Linked DNA regions of Hordeum vulgare: region 1 is linked to region 2. Evidence: chromatin contacts called from public Hi-C data. All regions are on one chromosome and are shown on one strand. The core of a region is the stretch at or near the end of the contact, and the rest is flanking DNA. Distances in the headings are between cores, read along the strand shown. Region 1 has its middle 83 kb from the start of LOC123445210. Region 2 holds the start of LOC123445208.

Evidence for each region. Hi-C and Micro-C count contacts between places; a contact is called where the count stands out from the background.
Region 1: a contact with region 2 is called in a Hi-C map of leaf, with 6 times the contacts expected there. The contact joins the enhancer-like site here to the promoter of LOC123445208 in region 2. A contact is called at or near these places in 3 of 6 Hi-C or Micro-C datasets (leaf and seedling) and 1 of 1 datasets of contacts at active chromatin or transcription factors (embryo).

The regions. Positions count from the first base shown.
Region 1 is chr3H:571,323,555-571,329,096 of MorexV3_pseudomolecules_assembly, reverse strand. No RefSeq gene overlaps it. Among protein-coding and RNA genes, the nearest start is that of LOC123445210, 83 kb to the left of the region's middle. Within about 2 kb of position 3,601, at least 2 of the 3 cell types and tissues checked have open chromatin away from gene starts, as enhancers often do. A contact at or near this core is called in leaf, where this site is marked.
Region 2 is chr3H:571,203,559-571,209,153 of MorexV3_pseudomolecules_assembly, reverse strand. LOC123445208 reads left to right here and starts at 2,649. Exons shown (of 2, transcript XM_045122164.1): 1 at 2,649-2,903; 2 at 2,988-3,651. The coding sequence starts at 2,835. The coding sequence ends at 3,260. LOC123445209 (zinc finger CCCH domain-containing protein 12-like) reads left to right here. Exons shown (of 7, transcript XM_045122166.1): 6 at 1-132; 7 at 1,214-1,653. The coding sequence ends at 1,402.

The DNA.
Region 1 (5,542 bases), core at 2,352-4,851, 120 kb before region 2:
CCCCACGGAGGTATCATTGAAGCCCCTTAAGGCCGTGTCGACACATGCCAAGGGTCCTCCTCAGGAATCCTCAGCCCCCTCAAGAGGCCTCTAGAACTCCACTTCCGGAGACCCCCGTGATGGTGTGGCCTCAGCTCCCTGGCGATCACGACTTGGACACCATGGTCACGCGCCTCGTTGAGCACCGTGTCTACTTTGTCAGCACGGTGCTATGAGATGCGCGTGAACGGTACCCCATGCACCAGAAGCTCCTCCTGGCCTCAAGGAAGCTGCATCACTACTTCCAAGGGCACCCGATCAGGGTGATCTCCTCGTACCCGGTGGATGAGGTCATGCGAAGCCCGAATGCCACATACCACGTCGCCAAGTGGAACATCGAATTGCAACCCTTCGAGTTGGAGTTGCTCACCACCTGGACCATCAAGGACGTGGCCTTAGCGATTCACAAATGAATGGATGGACCCATGCCAGGACGAGCCTCACGAGGAGTCACCCTGGCCCGAGGAGGCCTCCTCCAAGGGCTAGAGCATGCACTTCGATGGGGCCTTCACGCGCCATGGCACGGGGGTTGGCGTGGTTCTAACTATGCCCCAGGTGAGAAGCTTTGCTATGTAGTACAACTCTATTTCACGTGTACCGACAAGGTCTCCAACAACATCGCCGATTATGAGGACTCATCGCTGGGCTCAAGGTCGCCATCGTGCTGGGAGTGAGGCGCATCGTCATGAAGGGGGACTCGCAACTCCACGTCAACTTATCCAACAAGAAGTACAAGCCCAAAGATGAGCACATGGCAACCTACGTGGAGGAGGTGCGCAGGCTCGAGCAACGCTTCATGGGTATGGATCTCCAACACCCCCGATGACAACAGTGAGGCGGACGAGATCGCCAAGCGCGCTCCTCGCCGCGAGCCACAACGCCCTGATATATTAGAGGAGCGGCTCCTTAAGCCGCCAGTGGTGCCTCCAGCCATCAGCCCCACGGTACCTCACGAGGAACTCCCCCCTGCACCACCCATGGGCGCACCAGACTGCGGGGCACCCTCGGGTGCCCGCTTGCTGTTGGCGCTCGAGCTACAGCCTGAGAGCTGAACCACGGAGATCAGGGCTTACTTGGAGGGTGGCGTCCTCTCGAAGATCGATGTAGAAGCAGAGCGTGTGGTACGCCAAGCTGCAATCTACCACCTGAAAGAAGGTGAGCTGTACCGCCACCGCCCAAACGGAGTCACGCCGTGGTGAATCTCCAAGGAGCAAGGGCGCGAGCTGCTCGCGGACATTCACGGAGGCGACTGCGGCCACCACTCATCCTCGCGCACCGTGACATGCAAGGCGTTTCACATTAGCTTTTACTAATCCACAACACTCAAGGATGCCGCGGAGCTAGTCCACGCATGCGAGGCTAGCGAGTTCCACGCCAAGGAGATTCATCATCCAACACAAGGTCTCCAAACCATTCCTCTCTCGTGGCCCTTCGCGGTCTGGGGACTGAACATCCTCGGGTCCTTCCCTCACGTGGCCAGTACCTATCATTTCCTTTACGTTGCCATCGACAATTTCACCAAGTGGACGGAAGTGGAGCCTGTCTAGGCCATACCGACAGGGTGCAGATTCAAGTTCATTAAGGGTTTGGTGTGCCGCTTCGGCGTCCCCAACCGCATCATCACCGACAATGGCTCGCAGTTCACCAGCGGCCTGTTCAAGACTTACCGCGCCTTCATCGACATGTCTATGGCCACGAAACCTTGACCATCTTTGATCAACGAGCTAGTCCATTGGAGGCTCAGTAGGGACAGTGTGTTGTCTATGTATCCACACATGCATTTGAGTTTCCAATCAATACAATTCTAGCATGGATAATAAACGATTATCATGAACAAGAAAATATAATAATAACCACTTTATTATTGCCTCTACGACATATTTCCAACACAAAGAGAGAGAAGAAGCCATCTAGCTACTAGCTATGGACCCATACGTCTCTGATGGACTACTTACACATCATTATGGACGCAACAAGGTTGATGTAGGCGACCTCCGTGATCGATTACCCCTCCGACAGGGTACCAGACATGGTCTCCAGATGGGATCACGACGGAACAGAGCCTTCGGTAGCAGAAAAAGTGTTTCGGGTGGCTCTTTGTAGGTTTGGTAATATTTGAGGATTTATAGAAGTGCAATTAGGTCAAGACCATGTACGGGTGGGCCACGAGCTCGGGGGGCACGCCCAACCCCAAGGGCATGACATGTTTGCTCGTCGCTTACCCATACGCCTTCTCGTGTCCTCCCCAAGCTTGTAGGGTCTATTTGGTCCAGAAATAATTACCGTAAAATTTCATCATATTTGGACTTTGTTTGGTATTGATTTTTAAAAAAAATCAAAAACACGCAAAAAATAGGATCTAACACTCGGCACTGGATTAATAGGTTAGTCCAAAAAATAATATAAAATACTATATAATTGCTATAAAGTATGATAATATATTAGTATGAACAAATAAAAAAATATAGATACGTTGATGATATATGAGCCAGAGTGCGGTAGTATATATGAGGTGGCGTTGTCGGTGTTGTCCCTGTTTCTACCGAGCTAAGCCCGCATAACTATCGCTGTACTCACGTATCTAATTTGTCGCCGTTGTTGGATAAGCCGACCGTGTCAAGGTAGCGCAGAGCCATGGATCATTGGAGCTCTGAGGAGCTTCGAGCATGAGCAAGAAGATGAGAGCACAAACTCGAGCTGGACGAGCGCATCCCGGAGCATTTGAGAACCACCATAGCTCCATTCAACGACCGTCTTCATCATAAGAAATGTGCATCGATGCCATGACCACCACAGGAAGCGTGCATCGATGCCAGGGCCGCCATTGTAGAGTTTGGAAGTTGCTTCATCGTTGTGAGGTTCAGGTTGTACATTTTTTATATGTGTAGAATACTTTTCAAAAACATAATATAGATTTTTGTAAATACATGTATTTTAACTTTTTATTACATGTTAAGGATTTTTCAAATACACGTTGAAACAATTTTTTTGAATGATTCAAAACAATTTTTAACTAGGTTGACATTTTTTTTGCATTCTATAAACATTTTTAAATAAATGTCAGGACTATATTATTTTGAAATTCATGAACATTGTTTTCAAATGTGACGTACATTTGTTTTTAATGCTATGGAACATTCTTTTGAATTAGGCGAACATTTTATTTACATAGTGTAAACATTTTTATATGACATGGCCATTTTTAGGAACACATGAACGTTTTTTATGTACACTTTTTAAAGTTACGTGAACATTTGTTTGACACTGCATAGACAGTTTTAAGAAATGACAAGAACTTGTTTCCGAAACGCGTGAACATTTTTCTGAACGCCAATAACATTTTATAAAAGTTCCGTAAGCAATTTTTTAACACTGCATGCTAAAAAAGTTAAAACACTGCATAAAATTTGTATATAAATAGAAAAATAAGGTTTTTGACGTGCGTGCATCTTTTACTCATGTGCCTGTGGCGTTGTTTTCATAAGAATAACAGCTTGTAGAGGACCTCCTATGGGGCGCCTTTTGCGGCAGTTTTCTGAGCCGGCGCTCACGCAGTAGTTCGTGTCGGCCAGCCCATTAAGACCGATCTTTCACTCTGCTCGTTCGATCGCTCCATACGTAGGCTCGCAACGTTTTCTCAAAAACAAAAAAAAAAACATAGGCTCGCAACGATCAGTTGACATTTAACCCTTGACATCTATCCTTTGACTTCCTAAAAAAAAGACATCTATCCTTTGACCGTTGAATTTTTAAAATTTTAAAAATAATTAGGAATTCGAAAAAGTGAAAGAGTTAGAAAAAAAGTTCACCTAATTTTGAATAAACATCAGGAATTCAAGAAATCTCACTTATTTCAAAAAAGTTCACTACATTAAATAAAGATCACAAAACATAATTTTTTTATTCAATTTAAAAAGCATCAAATTTGGAAATTTGCAATGATTGAAAAAATGTTCATCCAATTTGAAATAAAATTCATTGATTTTGGAAAATACTTCATTGAATTTGAGATAGTTCACAAATTTTGAAAAAGAGTTCATTGATTTTGATTTTTTTCACGAATATGAAGAAAACTTTCACGCATTTTGGGGAAAAGAGAGTAAAACCCTAAAAAAAGCTGTTCCAATAAAAAGTGAAAACAAAAAAAGTAAACGAACAAGATCTTTCCAATAAAATAAAAAGAAGAAAAAAAACGAAAAATTTGGACGTAAGCATAAGGGTTAGGTGGTCGGGTTGTTTTGCGCAACGTACAAAGATCAATGAGTCTGTCCAAATCGCACCCGCGCATGTATTGTTTTGCACGTTAAAAGTACAGGAAAAAAAGAAACATAGGCCTGGAGGAGGGGGTGTGCGCTCCATCGCGGAAATCTATACCTAATAATCTATACCTATACCTATACCTATACCTATACCTATACCTATACCTATAATAATAATATATATATATACCTAATAATAAAGAGGCTATTATTTCCGTTGAAAAACCCACCGCGGCATTTTTATAAAAAAAATCATGTAATTTTTATTATTCAACCCGCGCTTCATCATTTATGTGCAACGCAAAAAGAAACTCCGTACAAACACTTCGTCCGATTTACATTTCACACATGATGACTTCCCTAAACAGAATCTAAACAACTTTGACGAGAAACCATCTCTAAGACACCCTACCTACTAACCTCCTGTTCGGCAACGCTCCCCGGAGCGGAGCGAGCGGAGCGGCCTTTGACCAGCTCCGGAAAATGTAACTGCACGCCACTCCGCTCCGGCGCGGAGTCGCGGAGCGGAGGGCATCCGAATGCGGCTTAAATGTACGTGACGTTTTCAACCTGGTTAACTACAACACGTAGCAAGGAAGTTCTCTTCAACACGTCACCCTCCGAACAGATAATGGCATCGTCAAAAAATTGTTTCCCACCTTTGTATTCCCACCGTTTTTAAATATCTATACCCCTAATAATAAAAAGGCTATAACTTCCGTCAAAAACCAACCGCGACATTTTTATAAAAAAACCCGTGTCATTTTTGTTATTCAACCCGCGCTTCATCATTTATCTGCAACGCAAAAGGAAAAAACGATTCGCTGCAAAAATTATACCCGTACACATCGCCTCCTCCCGTCGACCCTGGGCCACCCTGGCCTGTGCCCAGGCCGCCGCCACACCACTCGCCGTCGCGGCCGACCTCAACCGCCACCGCTGCTGATCTCAACTCACCCGCCTCCGCGGCCGTACCTCTCCCCGCTCACTGCCCCGTTGCGGCGCTCAAGCGCATCGCGTCGACCCTGGTCCACCCTGGCCTATGCCCAGGCCGCTGCCACACCATTCGCCGCCGCGGCCGACCTCAACCACCACTGTTGTTTATCTCAACCCACCACGCCTCCGCGGCCGAACCTCTGCCCGCTTGCTGCCCCCTTTTCGGCGCTCGAACACAGCTTCTGGATCAAAATCAACGCGACAGGTAAAGTGACTGGGGATGATGCGTCTGCTTGATGCAGAACGGC
Region 2 (5,595 bases), core at 1,400-3,899:
CCGGAATGCATATACTACATAAAGACTGGAGACTGTAAATTTGGTGCAGTTTGCAAATTCCATCATCCCCGTGTGCGTTCACAGCCTCCCCCAGACTGTATCTTGAGCCCAATGGGTCTTCCATTACGCCCAGTAAGTACATGGAGCCCCTTCACTGTTTTTGCTTATCCTTACCTCATTGTCCATGATAGTTTTTGCTCCCGTGTTCTGAGCGTTGTACCGCCTTCATCATCCCTCTGCGGGAGAAAGACCCTAGTACCGTCTTAATTAAGCAGTTGATTTACATGTCTTTCTCTGAGTAAAGATTTGAGATGAATTGTAGAACCAAAAATGCTTCATCAATGTTTATGTTTATTAGTTACACAATTGATTCTGCAATAATATATAGTTCCTCATATTAATGACCAATTTTCTACAAGCAAGAAAATCTTGTGTTAATTTACTAAAATATACCTGTCTTGGTTACACACTGTTTTATCATCAAATTCAGTGGCAGAAGTCACAGTGATAAATCCACTATGGTAGATATAGACTGCTAACTGATGCCAGTATACAAAATCAAAACATTGTTATAATCTACCAATCTAGCAGGGAAGCCATAAGTAGAGTACTCCCTCCGTTTTTATCTCCACATATTAACTTTGTCCTAATTCAGATTTTGTAAAGTTTGACCTAGTTTATAGAAAAATATGTTAATGTCTACAGTAGCATAACCATTAGATTTATCACTGAATATATTTTCACATAAGATAATACTCCCTTCGTTCCTAAATACAAGTCCTTTTAGATATTTCAATATGGACTACATACGGATGTATATAGACTTATTTTAGAGTGTAAATTCACTCGTTTTGCTCCGTATGTAGCCCATGTTGAAATCTCTAAAAAATACTTATATTTAGAACGGAGGGAGTATTTCTTATTATAAATGTTCAGTCTTTATAAAGACTTGTGGCTAACCTAATATGCAAGGTAAATAAAAACAGAGGGAGTACCTCTGTTTAGTTATTAATTGGTTAACACGCTGTACTTTAGCTATTGAATTGATTGTTCTTAGCTAATAATCGTTGACACGACTTGCTACTTCCTCTTGAATAGATATGCTTAGCCAATGATTTTGTTGCAGTTACTCAAATACCAGTATTCATCTTTGCTGTTCCCAGCGCACCTGTTGTTGGATCATGACAAAGCCATTCTTGTTTGAGATTTTCAGGGGGAGGAGCTCTGCAAGTTCTACTCTCGCTATGGCATCTGCAAGTTTGGCGTAAACTGCAAGTTCGACCATCCGATGGCGGCCCCGATGGGGGTCTACGCGTACGGCTACTCCGCGTCGGCGTCGCCCAACGCGCCCATGGCTCGCCGTCTCCTGGAGTCGCCCTCCGGGTCTGCGTACGCGTCCTAAGGCTCCCCGGCAATTTGACCTTGATTGATCTCGATGATGATGTATAAAAAGCCATCGCGCGCCGTCCGTCCTCGGTCGCGCCCCGCGAATGTTCTCTCCCCCTAACTCCCCCGGAATCAAGTTCTGTAAAAATCGAGTTTGCTACCAGAGATGTACAGTTATTTTTGTTAATGCGGGTCCTTGGATGGATGGATGGATGGAGAAGCCATTTGCTACCGAATGAAATAATGGTTGAATGCAGTCGTTGGAAATGTCGGCATTTTTTTTCGTCAATATGGTTTCCTGACGGATGTCGTGTGTGTGCGTGTGGACGAACACCAGGAGGCCATATTTTTCCTTCCTTCTTTCTTTCTTTCCTGCATTTGGGTTTTCTTGACCGCAGGGTGAAGGATGGAGGTAGAACGAGGAGCAAGCAAAAGCTTGGTGCAGAATTCAGTTGAGGCATCGCCATCATGATCTTGTCGCCGGGAAAGTTTTGTGAGGTAACCGGCGTCTTCCCAACGACCCCGAGTTTAATGTGGGAGGGGAGGCCATGATGATAAGGCGCCGAACCTGGTCCAACCACTTTTCTTGTTGCGGGGGTGACGCATAAATGCTTGCCTCAATTTGTGGTAGCAGCCAACCAAATTGTCCTCGACGTTGCCTGCGAAGTGCAAAGATCTCATGTCACCACTCACCAGCGAGCGTCGTCTCATCAACCTTGTCTTTGGTGGCAGTAAAACTTGATTGATGATGATCAGCTGCACCGCGCAACAGTGGAATCGTCCTATCAATGAAGTAGATGTAGGACGGCTTTGTGTCAACGCTGCTGCCCTGGTGCATCTGCCATCATCTCCACGAACAATTTCCTTCTTCCTCTTCTTCTCGACACTCGTAATAATGATGGTCTAGCAGTACCATCAAATCAAATCAAATCAAATCAAAGGGAGTAAATAAGCTTGTTCCTGCAGCAGTGACCCGGTGTCCGTGTGTCCAGGCCATGAGAAGAGAAGGGAACCATCGCGACGCACACGAGCACCGGCATCACATTCCCATCGTCCACCACCACCAGCCTCGTCCACGTCGAGATCCTGTTCCTAGGCAGGAGATATAGGCATAGGGAGATCTCGAGTGCGTATGAACGCGCCAAAGTGGATGCGCGGTTTCAACGCGGACCATCACGTCATGTGCGTACTATTGTTTACCGCCCACTCCTGCGTACGTACTGTATTTTTCTACTCCTACTACTACCGTCCACTCGGTGCGGCGCCCACTCGACTGACGGGCGTGACGGCAGCCAGCCGGTACCGAGTACTGAGACGAGACGAGACGAGATCTCGGCCTCCCTCCCAAGTCGTCCGTCGTCGGCTCCCGAAAAGGACCTCACACTCCCTCCCTCCCCACCCCTCTCCGCCCACTGCACAGTCCAAATCCCCACTCCACCCCGCCGACGATGCCCAAGCCGCTCTTCCTCCTCCTGCTGCTCCTCCCCCTCCTCGCGGCGGCCGCCCACTCCTCACCGGTAAGCGCGCAGTACGGTACATTCGACAGCCCAATTCCGCGAATCTTGGCCCTGACATTGCCTGCCTGCTCCACGCGCGCGCAGGAGGTCCCGGTCCCGGATGCGGCGGCGGCGGGGGCGCGCATGGTGCCGATGGCCCCGGCGGGGGTGGGGTTCAGCGGGGTGGTGCTGAACGAGACGCGGCGGCGGCTGGGGAGCTTCCAGCTCTGCGCGCCCTGCACCTGCTGCGGCGGGCCCAGGGGCGTCTGCGTCCTCTCCCCGTGCTGCTACGCCATCAACTGCAACATCCCCAACCGCCCCTTCGGATTCTGCTCCTTCACCCCCAGGTCATGCGACTGCCTCCGCTGCAACGTCTGACCCTCTGCTTCCCAGCGCCATATGGGCGAGGGCAATGTTCAGACTTGAGAGTCATAGTAAGTATTTTTAGGGGAAAGAGGACGGACGGACGGACATGATAGCATGAGAGCTCCCCCCCCCCCCCCCCCCCCCCCGCCCGAATGCTTGCTTGCTTGCTTGCCGATTTGTTATTGTTTTTCTTAGTCCTATTATACTAGCCATTTTGCTGCCGAATTGTTATTAAGTATATCGTGTAGCTGCTACCTCCGGATGGATGGAATTGGTTCGCTAGCACAAGAGTGCCACTTCTGGGATTGCCCTGGGACATTGCGTGTCTCGTCTCATCGATGCTTTTCTTCATACATCTAGTTAACAAGTGTGGAGATTCAGTGCCTTTTATTATTGGTTGGTATCTCTTGTGTCTCATTCCTTTCCATCCATCTTTTACATGAAATGTTTCCATATGATTCGGTCAAGTCGAACTGCATAAGACATTTAGGAGGTCCATGTTCTTCATATCAGTCACTCACTTGTACTGCCTGCATATTAGTTTCCCTCTTGTGTTGGCTTGGATTGATCCCACTCTTTTCGACTTTCGTCGGTGTATCAAGATTCATTGCTTCCACAATTTTGCTACGCAAAGTGTCATGGGTTCAGTATTGTGTACATCTGTCACCACCAGAAAATTGATTTAAATCTTGTGCCCATTTTAGAATTGTACAAGTTGACCTGTTTTTATTGTAGTTTTAACACATTGACTGCTCCTTTACTCACCTTTAAGGAAGCCTAGTTGGGCTCCAGCTTTTGTGAATTCAGTAGGCAGCATCCTTTATTTAGGCTGAAAAGAAAAGCCTTGCAGTGGTTTCAATGGAACATGAAGTTTTCATCACAAACACTGGTTGTTCATTATCAGACATCCATTCTACTGCACAGAATTCAGTTGCATCTAGTAAAGTACATGCCATTCAGTTAACTTGATAGTTTATCTTTTGGATTTGTAGCTTCAAACCTGGACAAGTGTGGCATGTAGCTTCTACTTTTGAACAAAGTAAAAGACAATGCACATACACATGCATCATAGGCTGTGTACTTGTTTCTAAGTTAACTAAGCATACCCTGTTGTTTAATCCAAATTCTGTAATCAAAAGTTGTGCATAATGTGTTGCTTTTGATTGATATCTGTTCAAAGACATTCAGCTGCTTTGCAATGCTACTCCTAAGGCATATATATATATACTTACTTCATATGTTAATCCGATTTTGCTGTGTTTCCACATTTTTGCGTCGCCCATTTGGTTTACACATACAAAAGGTGTCGTTGGGAGAGACGATGTCAATGATCTACTTTACTTTACTGCTTGTGCTGCACATAGGTGATGTTGAGTCGCATGCCAAAAGGTACCTCACGTGCTAATCTCCCAGTAGTCATCAACATGCAGCTTTTCTCCCCTATCTGTGATTATTGAGTAGGAGTGTATCAACCATCATCACTTGTTCTCCTTGTTGGGTCTCCTACTCTCCTGCATGTTGTCCTGTTTCTCAAGAGAGTGACTATGATTGTGAAGTGACTCTCACTACCTAAGGCTGAAAAGGTATCATGCAAAAGTGATTTTATATAGAAGGGGTAAAAAGGAGCCTGTCTTAGATCTCATCTTGAATTCCTCGTTTTTCTTATTGCTCATGCCTCAATCAAGGTTGGATGAATCCATCATTTTCCTTTCCTCCAATTATCGGCGCATTTTTGTCGCTATTTACTTGGATCAACTTGCTTCTCGTTTACATTCATCATCAGGCCATCACTAGTCCTTGTTGTCTCCTTCCAAAGAGAAGCACGACGATTTCCAAGTGGCTTTTGACTGTCCGACGCTGAAAACACACGCTATGTTCTGAACTGCAAAAACGTCTTATATTTGGTTACATAGGCAGCACGCAAAACCGATGTTTTGGAGGGAAAACAGTTGCGTTGTCTTCCTCTGCAAGTCTCTGTGAAAGCGGCATATATTAGACCCGCGTACTGGCTGCTCACCGTGTGAAATGAAATGGCTGCAGTGATGGGTTGGCTGCGCCGGGGCGCATATTTTCAGAGATGAACGTGGGGAAACCCCTCTCCCATCCGGCACCCCCCCGGGCGGAGCTGGACACGTATATAAATGATGATCGGTCGGGCCTGCGAATTATTGGGGCGACGTTTATTACGCCAGCCCCGAGCCCATGTTCCTTGCGCGACAGATCGATAGGGCGCCGCCCTCTCCGTCTCCGTTTCCATGTGCGCGCAGGCATGGATGATCATCAGCCGGAGAACAATAGCCTACGGCAATGCGGACGCATGTGTTAGGCCCTGTTTGGTTTTTATAAT